Linked DNA regions of Zea mays: region 2 is linked to region 1. A link is a contact called in public Hi-C data. All regions are on one chromosome and are shown on one strand. The core of a region is the stretch at or near the end of the contact, and the rest is flanking DNA. Distances in the headings are between cores, read along the strand shown.

Evidence for each region. A called contact is a pair of places that touch in the nucleus more often than the background predicts.
Region 2: a contact with region 1 is called in a Hi-C map of leaf mesophyll, with 2.5 times the contacts expected there. The contact joins the promoter of LOC103640631 here to the promoter of LOC103640625 in region 1. A contact is called at or near these places in 3 of 25 Hi-C or Micro-C datasets (ear, leaf mesophyll and tassel).

Annotation. Positions count from the first base shown.
Region 1 is chr1:180,112,671-180,119,141 of Zm-B73-REFERENCE-NAM-5.0, reverse strand. It overlaps LOC103640625 (Protein DYAD), which reads right to left and starts at 1,749. Exons shown (of 7, transcript XM_008664066.3): 1 at 34-1,749. The coding sequence starts at 1,193. It overlaps LOC100274059, which reads right to left. Exons shown (of 15, transcript NM_001360529.1): 3 at 6,284-6,354; 4 at 6,093-6,210; 5 at 5,904-5,986; 6 at 5,659-5,821; 7 at 5,377-5,576; 8 at 4,953-5,161; 9 at 4,781-4,876; 10 at 4,269-4,387; 11 at 3,465-3,566; 12 at 3,263-3,372; 13 at 3,087-3,174; 14 at 2,519-2,709; 15 at 2,011-2,440. The coding sequence ends at 2,209.
Region 2 is chr1:180,823,003-180,829,892 of Zm-B73-REFERENCE-NAM-5.0, reverse strand. LOC103640631 (2-aminoethanethiol dioxygenase-like) reads left to right here and starts at 2,172. Exons shown (of 5, transcript NM_001329842.1): 1 at 2,172-2,572; 2 at 2,830-2,957; 3 at 3,045-3,231; 4 at 3,344-3,547; 5 at 3,642-4,065. The coding sequence starts at 2,296. The coding sequence ends at 3,775.

The DNA of each region.
Region 1 (6,471 bases), core at 500-2,999:
ACAACAAGGGACGTAGAAGACGGGAAAGGAGACCTCTTTACGACGGCAAGCTCCCCGGCGAGCACCTCCACCTGCTTCTGCACCTCGAGCGTGCGGGCCTCCGGCGACACGGGGTCTCCGGGCTTCCACCCGGGCGGCGGCACCCAGTACGTGTCCTCGACGCCGGCCTCCCGCCGCGCGGCCGCCAGCCCGGCCGGCTCGATCCAGTACTCCATGCCTCCGGCCGGGTTATACCGGCGGCGGACGCGGTCAGCGGTGCCGGCGGGGACCTTGTCGGCGACGTGGCGGAGGAGGTTGTCGAGCAGGCCGGTGTCGCTGATGAAGCGGCGCGCCTGCGCCCGCAGGACGGCCCGCGGCGTGGGATTGCCGGCGGTGGCGCCGCGCTCGCGCAGGATGTTGGCCAGCGCCGCCTCGCCCGCCGCGTACCGCCACGCCGCCCACCGGTCGACCTTGCCGTTGCCGCGTGGCGAGCCGGAGTCGGGAGTGGCGGTGGCGGTGGCGGCGCCGGCGGGCTTGCTCTCCGCCGCCGCCGCCGCCTCATGCTTCAGTGGGGTCCTCTTGGCGCGCTTGGCGCCCTCCTCCGCCGCCTCACCTGACGTCTCCTGCTCCTCCTTGACGGCCCACGGGGCCTTCTTGGCGCGGCGGCGGCGGTGCAGGCAGCTCTCGTGGTCTTGACCCACCTCCTCCTCCAGCTCGTTCTTGCCCACGGCCAACAGGCACTTGCTGTTCTTGCTGGTGCTCTCCTCGTCCTCGTCCACGCACCGAGCCGCCGCCCGCCCGTGCGTGTGCATCCCCGTAACCTGCCCACAAGCCGCGGGAGAAACCGGGCGGTGCCGTCTGGGGTACTCGGCGCGCCTGGTGACGCCCCAGCCCACGCAGGTGCGGTGCAGGGCGGAGAGCAGGCAGGTCCCGGGCGACGAAGGCGAGCGCCGCGGGGATGGAGGAGGCGACGGGGACTGCTGGTGCCGCTTCCGGGCGAGGAGGCACGGGCTGGTCGGCGCCGGCGAGGGCGATCGCCGCGCGGCCTGGGCCGTGTGCTGCTGCTGCTGCTGCTGGGAGAAGTCGTAGAGGCGGGGCGGGGCGGCCCAGAAGGCGTCGGTGTCGCCGGCGGCCGCGTCCCCGCCCAGGTCCCGCACGGCGGCGCGGCGGCGCAGGAAGCGCGACGCGGGGATGGTGCCCCCGCAGGCGCTCATGGGCGGCCGAGCGCAGACGCGGAAAGTGGAAGGGTGCGAGGAACGAATGTGAGGGGAGGGAGCGAGAGAAAAGGACGAAGCTTTTTCCGAGCGAGTGGCGGCAGCAGCATAGCAGAGCGGCAGAGCCTCGACCCTCGAGGAGAAGCAGAAGGAAGGAAGCGGAGGATTTCAAAAAAAAAAAGGGAAGCAGAGCAGCTGCAGGGCGGGCGCAGCCGCGCAGGCCGCAGGGGGAGCTGCTTTTGCCGTTTCGCCCGTTTGTCGCGTTGCGGGGGGTGATGAGCGGCCTCGTGGTACCTAGAGGGAACTCAGGGAAAGAGTGGGAAGGATCTGCGGGGCCCGCCCGGAGAAGACTTCCTGCCTCGGGCCTTGCGCTAATCTCCTGTCTCAGAATCATGCGACAGACGACACTTGGCGTGGTGGCCCGCAACCACCTGGTCCTCTAGTCTACCTCATCCTATTCCCGTCTCGTTTTGTTTTCTCAGCCATGTGATTTTTTGAATTGCCATCTCAGCCTTTCGCCGCTCCGTCCGTTCTTCAACTGGTTGGACGGTCGGTCCTGGCTCAGGAGTCAGGAACTCAGCAGGATGTGCTAGACCGACCGGGACAGCCGGCAAGTGCAGGGTGCAATACAAATACAATGCACACGAGAGAAGAAAAAAAGAATCAAGAAACCGTCCTCTGTCAACCGCAGAACGGTGATGGTTGTCTTCAGAATTCAAACAGCAGGAGCTCACACCAACAGGCGGTGTCACGGCAAGGTAAGAACGGTCCCAACTTTGAACGACAGTACGACCAGGCAAAAAGCACACACCGAGTTCAAGCATAAGTGTTCCTTTTCCAGACCACCAGAAGAAGTCTGGCCTCATAGTTTAGTTACCATCCAACCCAACCAAGCGTGTAACGACACGTCGTCCTTGTACGACAAAGGCCAGGGCAGGCTCCAAATTCTCAAAAGAACAAGCCTGCGCTGCGCTGCGCATACCGAGGAGGGCCGGGCTCTCAAGCTCAGAGGCGCTCACACGGTTGTGTGCGCAACGTACCCGCCGCCGTCCGTGTAGGTGAGGCGGCGCAGCGAGGCGGAGTGCAGGGCAGGGACGAGGGCCGCGTCAGGAACGGCACCCACCAAGGGCGTCGTGGGCGCAGAGCAGCTGGAGGGGGTGGATCCTTCAGGCTGGACATCCGTGGTGGTGGTGCCCATGGAGTCGAGAGCCACGTTCAAGCCCATCGACGACGGCTCCGTGGCGATCCTGCGAGAGAACCCACGACAAAAGCTCAGCGCAGAACTAGAGTCAGTGTCCGGCGGGGGAGTGGTTGCGCGTACGTACGTCAGATCAAAGCTGGTCGCGTCCAAGCTCATGGCGGCGCACAGCCCAGAGACCACCCATGGCGGCAGAACCGCGTCCTTTACTTCCATGCTGTAGCATACGTTGCCTGCCGTCGACGCAAATGCGGATCCCTGTTCTGTGTCGAACCCGCCGGATGACATGTCTGCTCTCCTCATCTCCCTACACTTCACCTGAGAGATGCATAGTAGGTTCAGAGGATCAGATTTTTTTTATATTAAACCAAAAAAAACCAAACTTTGCAATTACGCAATTCAGTCTAAAGGATGGTGCGCAGTTCAATGTAACCTCCTTTCCACTGCACTAATACAGAAACAAAACATTTTAAGCATGGTGATGGTGTAGCAGCTTCAGATCTAATTATTATGCATTAGCAAAATCAGGGCTTCCACATGCACCAGTTTGCATTTCTAACATGTCGCACTAACATGGTCCCCTTTCTTCCTAAATAAAAGAGTCCAAGTCACCAAGTTTCCTAGTAACAAAAAAAAGGCAGAGACAGACAAAAGAGATAAAACTATATAGAATTGACAGAAGAAGAAAAAAATACCTCTGGGATGTGTAGACAGCCATTTTGAAATGGCTGGGGTGAATACAAGACTGGGACATCCACAGCAGATAATGAATTCAGCAAGGACCTGAAGAATCACAGGATGAGCTTATACAACAGAACTTTCGAGGCAAAAACAAGGATGAGCTTATACGACAAAATGAGATGCGCCGTACTTGTAATTCAATAGAACGTCGTATAGGCCATGAACGTTCTCGTTGCCAGTAAACGAAAGCAGCGACTGCGTGGTGTTATCCACGTCAGATAAAGCATCCAAATGGAGTGCCTGCAGGTTCAGTTATCTTTTGTTTTTACATCCAGTTGGTAGCTGCAGAGTGGCTAAATTCAAACCAGGCGAAACAGGGAGGAAACCAAAACCTGTCCGACATTGCGCCTTTCGATTTCTGAAAGTTCAATAAGGTCGTCCTCAGTAGCCTGCTCCACTTCAGTGCTGCAAAGAGGCATAGAAAAGCAAACGCCCTGGCAACAGTGCAAACTGATGTGGTTACAAGGTGATCCATTCAGATAAAATGATTTTAATGTGGTATAGAGATACAAAAAAAGGGTTAAATAAGCTTGAATTGTCTCTGGTATTTTGAAATTACTGTATCAGTCCCATTATCATACCAGGCAACGGTAGGCAAAGGACTTCATCCAACAAATATAGTTGACAGTTGAAAAACGGCCAACATGTATCTACAGTCTACACATCAGTATCATTTACTAGTGCCTTAATGGTTGGTTAGTAAGAATATATGGACCCGTTTGTTTCAGCTTATTGGGGGGGGGGGGGGGGTTGACTTCTGGCTGCCAGAAGTTGCTTCTAATCCCCAAACACAGATTTTGGAACAGATTTTATTTGAAGCGCTTCTCCGAGAATCGTGTTTTCAACGGTTCGTGGGTATCGGCCGAGGGGCCACGGCCTCGAGAAGCCGAGCAGCTTGTCGGCCAAATCACTCTCGTGCCCCTTCGGCTTCCTCGCATTTCCTCCACATGCGTAGATTCTAGAAACAGCCGATTCTCCCCATAGCCAGCTTCTCCAGAGATCCAGATTCTCAGAAAAGCTCGTCGGAAAGAAGCCAAACCAAACAAGTGCAGTGTGCCATGGAATACGTAAGGTGTGAAGCATAAAAAAATAATGCTGTGGAAACATTACTGACAAATATATCAGAATGAACTCACATGTTTCCGTAGTAATGAGCGTAGGCCACGTGTAGATTGTGATAAGTAGGCATTACTAGACTGCTTTTTCTCCAAACAGCTTCCACTAATGAAGAGAGCAACAAATTGTGTTGTATAAACTATAACAACAAAGCAAAGTTCAGCCACTGTTGTAGATGACATTAGACAGATTAATAATGCGATATAGAATAACAAATTCCAAACTGATAAGGAACACAAAATGGAACTACACATGAAGATGACCTTGAGTAAAATGTATCACTATGTGCTATCGTTCATGTTTTGAATAAAGTGAAAGCACAATAAATAACACTTAGTAGAAGTACAGGTGCAAATGCCACTCATCAGCATGTAGAAAACTGAAATGTAGTTAACTGCTTATTGCTTGCCATAGACAAGGTTATAGGTGTTTGCATATATTATGATGACCTACTTCTTTGACTTTTTGTTACAAAAAGAACGTGACACTATCCTTTGTGCAAACAATATGAGCTCTGTGAGTAAGAAGGTACCATAGAATATATTCAACATGTTCTTCCGGAGCATGTAGTAAAGATTCTGAAATGAATCTTCCCAGTCCTGATGTCTTTTGAGAAGAAAATCACTTTCTACAAGGCAAAGAGAATGTCACTTTTATGGAATTACATTCACAGAAAGGAGAAATTAAGGTCTAGTGATTACCACCTCCTGCAGTTGATGAGAGCATAGCAGATATGATAGAGGAAGGCAACAGCGATTGTGGATATACCCATGACTGTAAAGCCTTTGAGAATAGAAATTCCTTTTTGCTCTCAAGCTTTGAGCACTCTAAATTTTGACACCCACGAGGACAGCTCTGACCAATGGCTCCAGTGATGCTACTTCTGCCAAAACTTGTATTGAGCTTGTGACACCTGTTACAAGTGGTACACGCTCTGACGATCAGTAGTACTTTGCAATCAGTATTGCATCCAAAAGGGCTATAACTGGCATGTGGTCAAATATAACTTTAAGAATATCAACTCAGGGAATGTTATAGATTCAAGCAACATAGAGACCATGTTAATACAGTTTCTAACTGGCAAAAACTTTCAATACAGAAAAGCAAGGGAAGCTAGTGCACACCCACCACTTCACAGATGACGATGAAACAAACTGCAAACTAGTCTTTAAGGTAAAATCCAGAGGAGCTTTTTCCCCAGGAACAGTGATCTTAGAAGGGCATATGTCTGAAGGCTTCGACACAGTACCACCAACTTGTCCATTAGGGCCGTTGAGCCCAGAAGCCACAAAAGCATCACGAGCTCCAAACCCTTTCAGTACCTTTTCCTAATAAAGAGCAATAGAAATCTTAGCTGGTGTTATAAGTTTATAACAGATGATAAGTTGCAAGAGGAAGAATGATTATTACCATATCAAATTTGTTAGAACCAGTCTGCTTCTCATCGCCTACATGAAGCTCAGATACACTCCGCAGAGCATTTTCACTGCATTTCTCAACTTTCTTGAAACCTGGCTTTGCAGCCTCCATGGTTGGAACTAAAGTGTCCAACTTAGCAGTGTCACCATGACCACTGAATTAGGATAAAGAAGCCGAGTAAGAGCTTAATAAACAATGAAAAGATTGAATCTAAAGTTCTGCATTCAGATCATTACCATAGAAGTGAAGATGATGCAAAATTTGAGGCTGGTGTACCATTAACAAACTTAGAAACCTTCTCATTATTCTGTAAGACATCCTGCAGGGTATTTTACACTTAGCACCAAACCATATATCCAACTGCATAAAAGTCTGACTCAGCATCAATCAGTTCAACGAAACGGATAAAGACCTCTAACTCTAACCTTGGAATTTTCCTTCCCAAGGTTTCTTGCTTTTCTCACAGGGAACACCTCTGTAACACGTGTGTTGATGTACTTGGAAATCTTTTGTTGCTCTGTGTTCCGAAGTCCATTGTTTGACCTACAATACAAGATAATAGTCACACACACAAAAAGAGAGCATACGAGGAACATGACAAGGTTAAGAAAGCTACCTATCCAATGTGGCAGAAGGTAACAGATCATCTCCAAGCTTTTCAGAGGTACGCCGCTTCAGTTGCTCACCCTGAAACAAATAATTATTGACATATTTTTTGTGTTTATCTGCCCTTTGTGTAATGCTATGCTTGGAATACATTGTAAGCTCTTCTCAGAGTTATTGAGTCCATGTATACATGAAGCT
Region 2 (6,890 bases), core at 923-3,422, 710 kb before region 1:
ATGCCTATGCCTGGCCCAGCAGGATCTAGTTTTAGATGAAAAGACAGCAAAAACAATTAGCTGTTTTTTCAACCGCTTTCATTTCTAATTGCAACTAAAATCTAGCTTCCTCTTTGTGTTCAATCGATGTACAAGTGTATTCATTTTGTTAAGAAACCAAATTTACTTTATTTATCTATACTGATCTAGAGTTTTTTTTATTATTATATATCTATTTACGTTCCCGCTAGCGAGGACAGACTAGCTAAACTGTTGTTGAAGTCAGAGAAGGCCTGCGCGGAGAATCCAGCAGCGACGACACCCACAGGTTTGGCGATTACTACCACTGTTTGCCTTGCCTTGTCAGCACATGGACGCCACGTGAGGTCGACAGGTCACCACACGCATGCCGGAAGTGGGAAGGGAACGTGTATTAGCTTAACTCGAGAGCAAGAAAGCCGCCTAGTCAATAAACCGTAAAAATGAGTAGAAAAGTTTCTTTTCCCTTCAAAATTTAAAGTCTTGTTTGAAAGCAATCTAGTCTTTAAGAATTCAGTTTTTATCTCTAACTTTTAGAACCTGGTTTATGGTGTTTGGTTTTTCAGCTAGAAGATGCTAGCTTCTTGTTTTTTAAGAAACTTAAAATGCATTTTTTATAAGTAGAGTTAGTAAAATCTAGAGCCTGGCCCTTAGATTCGATGGAGTAGATGACGAAGGTGACAGAGAGCTGAATATGTTTGACTGCAAAAAATAATATAAAAAAATCTGATGTCGTGGTCGTGGTATCTAGAACTGACGGAATTAAGGTGGATGCATGAAAACAAGGCCGACAGTGGGAAACGGAGTGTCAGCACTCACACCGTGCAAACGGGAGAATCCACAAAACAACACTGGTTTGAAACGACATTCAGAAAATAGCATCCGTTTTCAAGTAATTCTTAGAACAGCACCTGTTTCACTAAATTAATTTAGAAAGCAGCACTTCATCTATATTTTGCATTCTTTCATTGCTTATACCACATACAAGTGGACCAAAGTACACCTATTCATTTCATAACCCTCTTTTTATCTCTTCTGTCCATAAGAAAAACATAAATAGATAAAATATATTAGCTCCATTTTTTATAGTGTTAAACATACAAACAGACACACATTGTTTATGAAGGAAGAAGTCTAGATTTAACTATTGAACATGAACTTCAAACCTAGGTATCTTCGTTATCGAACTGTTGAAATTAGACATACTTGGTTCACTGAAAGGTCTTCGATTGTATATCCTCTGTTCTTTTTTATTTGAAGTGGTTGTTTTTTTTTCAAAAAACTTCAATCACCCGTCATGTTCAAAAAAATTGTATGTTCTTTAAAAACTACTCTCTCCACCGCAAAATATATCTTTGAAGTTCAATGGTTAAATCTAGACTTCTTCCTTTATAGAACATCTATGTTTATTTTTATGTTCAACATTATGCTTACCAATATAAAAATAGAGCTCACATACTTGCATGCATTTATGTTGTTCCTATTGAAAGAATAGATAATAAAACAAGGCTATGAAATGATAGGGGCAATATGGTCCATTTGCTTGTGAGGTGAGAAATAAAAGAATGAAAAATATAGATTAATGCTGTTTTCTGAATTCATTTGATGAAACTGGTGTTGTTCTTTGAATTGTTTAAAAAAGAGTGCTATTTCAACACTGTCTCAAACTAGTGTTCTTTCATGGATTCCCCCCGTGGAAACGGGCTTGACGAGCCGACGGCTAGCGGAGTCCGGACTCCGGAGCGGAGAGCGGACGGAACCGCTCCTGGAAAGTAAACGGTATGGGCATGTCAAGCGCGGGCGCGCGGTGGGGCCCACGTGTCGGTGGCAGCGTAGCGGATAACGATTGTGATGTACGAAACCGGAAACTGTGTGCTAATCTACTCCTCGTCGCCCTGCCTCGGGCTCGCGCCGTCGGTTTTGGTTATGCCGCGCTTTCCGCTTCCCGCGAACCGGGCCGCCACCGCCAGCCACGCCGACAGTGACCAGCAGGGGGGGCAATCCTCTCCCTCCCGCCCGCCCGCTTTCCTGTTGGCTCGCGATGGGTGGCGGCAGGGAACACAGCCCACGGTTTTTGCTGGCTCCCCGTCACCCCCTCCTCCGCTCCGCCTCCTGTTTATAGTCGCCTGCTGTCGCGGCCCCTTTTTCCTTCCACCACCCACCGGCCACCACCCTCCGCGCTTGCCTAGTTGCCTTGACTGCCTGCCTCGTCTTACCACCAAGCTAAGCTAGCGCGTTCCTTCCTTTTTTCCTCCCTCGCTTCCTGTTGCTCGGTCCATGGAGGTGGCGGCGGCCGCGACGGCGGGCGCGGGGGTTGTGGAGCTGCAGCTCGACCTACTCGAGGCGGCGGCGCCGACGGAGCGAGAGGCCAAGAGGCGCCGGGTGCACCCGGTTCCAGCGGGCCCACCGGCCGGGGCAGCAGCGCCGGGACGCCGCAGCTGCAGCCGCAGGCGCCGCGCCGTGCAGCGTCTCTTCCAGGCCTGCCGCCACGTCTTCCGGGGCCCCGGCACCGTGCCCAGTCCCGGCGAGGTCCAGCTGCTCCGCCACATGCTCGGTGAGCCATGCACGACCCGACTCAAAAAAAACTAGAACATTTCGTAATTTTCAGCGATCGATCTGGAACGAACTGGTTGTCATGGACCGGCATGGCCTCCGCGTACTCTGTTCAATTTCACTAGCACTAGCACTTAGCTGCTCTGCTTATACTGAATCTGAATTCCTGTACAGAATAGTATGCATCCATCAATCATGCACCTGTTTCGTGCATGCGTTTACTGAAAAACCTCAACTCCTTCTCCTACCAAAATGCAGACAGGATGCGGCCGGAGGACGTGGGCCTGAGCCCGGACCTGAGCTTCTTCAGGGCTCGAGACGCCACACGTGGCGGTGGCACCCCGACCATAACGCACACGACGATATACAAATGCCCGAATTTCTCGGTAGGCAGAATTATTTCGATAGTGTGTGTGTACTACAGCAATGCTGAAAAAGCTCGTGTTTTCTAACCTTCCCCTTGTCTATGGCAGATGGTCATCCTCTTCCTGCCGCGAAACGCGGTGATCCCGCTCCACAACCACCCTGGGATGACGGTGTTCAGCAAGCTGCTCCTGGGGTCGATGCACGTCAAGTCGTACGACTGGCTCAACACTGCTGACCCCGATCCTTCTTCCGCCACGAGCACCACCAGCTCTTCGTCCTCCGATGGCCCATGCCGTAAGCTTCTGCCACTCACTGTCGCCGCTCGCCGGCTTGATCGTCTGTTTCTGTTGTTAACCCCTCTGCACTGCAGCACTGATGTCTATGATCTTGTTCTGTTCCTGCGCAGTGAGGCTGGCAGAACTGGTGGTGGACGACGTCTTCACGGCGCCGTGCGACACCTCCGTGCTGTACCCGACGGCGGGAGGGAACATGCACCGGTTCACCGCCATGGCGCCCTGCGCGATCCTCGACGTCCTCGGGCCCCCCTACTCCATAGAGGAGGACAGGGACTGCACGTACTACGCGGAATTACCGTACGCACACCACTCGCGTAAGTGGCCGCATCTTTCACCTCATGAGTTCTTGCCGTTGCACTAGAGTAGTGACTCACGTATGGGAGACCGGTTCGTGTCTTTGCTCTGCAGTGGTGGCTGCGGGCGAGGACGTGGAGCGGGGCCAGGGCCAAGGCCATCTGGCGTGGCTTGAGGAGATCGACATGCCGAGAGAGCTCAAGATGTGCAGCGTCCACTATGGTGGACCGCCGATCTCCGACGAGTGACGTCGCCGGCCGTCTCCCTCACTGGTTGTACTATGTCTAACTGATCGCGGCAGAGCCGTGCCGCCGCCGTTGTGTATAGCAGGCAGCAGCAAGCCATAGGCTGTAGTTACACGAAGTCCCGATCGATTACAATGTTTCTTGCTGGCCTGCATCGTTGTTCTCTAGATGCCCTTTCTTTCTTGTTATTTTTGTTTCTACTACTACTACAAGTAGACGATGTTTTGTCCTGATGATGAATGATACAGATAAGTCATATATATCCACATATTTCATTTTTGTCGTTTGGGCTATTCTGGTCATAGTTTGTGCGTGTTGCGCCATTTTGTCCAAATATTTTCATATTATATCTAATGTAGGTAATTCTTATGGATTTCGTAGCAACGTGGGCACGCACTTATTGTGGTGACTATACTCATCAGCAAATATAGCAAGTCTAATTTATCAAAAACAAGGTACAAAGCCTAAACACCAATTAATATATTCATACAACATTTGATGTATATATTTTATATATGTATCTAGGTTTATCTTCATAAAAATCAAGAGCTAAAACGACTAATATTTTTGATACGGAGGGAGTACTTGATATGTATAGCCTACTCATCCAATATCATCCAATAATATGAGAGTTGAATATGCCACTGTTACAAATTGTGTGCGTTTGGTTCATGATAAATGAGGGCTACTTCATCAAAACTGGATGACATATACCTATGCTTGATCAACGCTAAAGGTGATTATATATACTGTTACCAATATGCCTATATGCCCATCCAAAATGCTACTATGCATTACTGGGTGTGCTTCTCTTATAAAGAAATTTTGATGCAGGAGATATAGACTTTGAAATATTGAAGGAAACCAAAACACCTGCCAATCCACCTATCTTGTCATGGTAGAGCTGTGGGAGATGGATATCCTCGGATCCACACAAGGGCGAAAACTTCGCTCGGGGCCACGTGACAGTTGCCCCTCTCAAGCGTCCCATCATGGGCCAGACGAACAAAGACAATGAAAGCAGGCCAATCTAGAGGCGAAAGAGGCCCACGTCCAAGCTAGTCGCGGCATAGACGTGGATATGTCGGGTCTGTTTGTTCCCGTGCCCGACATCCTAACTAAAACGACGGGGATATCTCGGCATGAAAACGCCGGATTTTCCTCGAGATAGTAAAAGATGTTTGCTACTAATTAGAAGATAAGTAGGAAGACTGCGATCGATACTTGTGCGGGAAGACGCCCATGGTTGTGTATATAAGGCCAAGGGGGACCCCATCTATTTTTATCTCATTAGCATCCCCTCAGTCCAGTAATCACCGACTGTAATCTCATCCATATACAAAGTCATCCTAGGAAGGAGGGTATTACGCTCTTCAAAGTGGCCCGAACCTGCTGAAATCCGCTTCTCTCTCTCTTGCCAGAGCGTGAACCATCGAGTTACGATCTGCGACACCGACCTACCCAAAAGCACCACGAGGGTAACCCCGGGTGTGCGGTTTGACACAAAACACCGACAAGAGCGGCGACATCCATTCTAAAGGATCACATCTACATATATCCCCAATTACCTTAACACTTAATGACACATAAAACATGGAACATAGTCTATCTTAACTCCAATACCACGGAGGCTACAACGGTGGGATTCGCTGTCAATGAATCTCAATTATATTGGCATAATTCACTATATATTTCATGATTAGATCGTCAGTTTGGTTGTAACGGTCCGTAAACACATCATGTCTATGCTAACTATAACTTCTCGATTTTGCTAAACTGTCGAACCGTCGAAAATATATAGAGATAAATAGACACCTATGCACTGATTATGTTGCTATGGTTGATCTGACGGTTTTAGGAAACTGTAGCACTCTAGATATAGCATTTCTCCTCCGATAAATGAATCAAATTGACATTTATATAGTTTTCCATACATACCAACAACTGCCACAATATTCATCTAAAGTCCAAATGCAACAATATACTGCTCACCCTCATGGAGCCTGAATTGAGCTACCGACCACTCGGAGTAGAAATATTTAAGCAACTAAAGAGTGGGCTTATATATAAAACTTTAGGATCAGGCATAGGTTTATCATTTGCAGTTAATCCCAAATTTATATTTAAACTATTACAATGCTCGTGTGTTGCGCGGCACACAATCGCGGAAACGGGGCTTTCGGGCGTAGCATGACACATAATCGCAGAAACATGACTTTCAGGTGTAACTGCCGCTATTCTTATTCATTCGGCAGGTGCAACCGCTGTTCCTAAATCACACAGTCATGCCAAAAACATAGCTTGCTATTCTTATTGAGTCGGTTTTAGTGATTAATGACAACGTAATATTATATGTGACTAACGTGTGTTTTGCAGAGCAAATGGTAAGTTAGGTCGCATTACAAGAAGTTGTACTACAACAGTAAAAACAATCCCTGAGATGAGAACTTGAAGCGACGACTGAAACAACGAATCAAAAGATGAAGGTCTTCGTATTCCGAGCGTCGAAGGAGTTGCAGACACTCGGTATAGAGTTAGGTCTTCTATTTTATTTTAGTCGTACTATAAAGAGGGGTTGTGGATGAGTAGTTTGACCAAGAGAATTCTAGTGTAGTGTTGGTGCATATTCACACTCACATCTAGTGCTTGGTGTCACTGAAGTCACCTAGAGGGGGGGGGGGGTGAATAGACGAAACCTGAAATTTATAACCTTAAGCACACGCTAAAGCCGGGGGTTCGCGTTAGAATTAAATTCAATTCCGAAAGAGAGGGGAAAAACAAATCAACAAGAATCAAGGCGAGTGAACACGGTGATTTATTTTACCGAGGTTTGGTTCCAAAGAACCTAGTCCCCGTTGAGGAGGTCACAAAGACCAGGTCTATTTCAACCATTTCCCTCTCTCAAACTGTCACTTAGACTGAGTGAGCCTTCTCCTTAATCAATCAGGTCACTAAGACCCCACAAGGACCACCACACACTTAGGTGTCTCTTGCTTTGATTACAAGTCACTTGAGAACAAGAATGAGAAAGGAAGAAAGGCAATCCAAGAAACAAGAGCGCAAAAGAACACGAACACACACTCTCTCAAGTCACTAAATGGTTGAGATGAATTCTAGA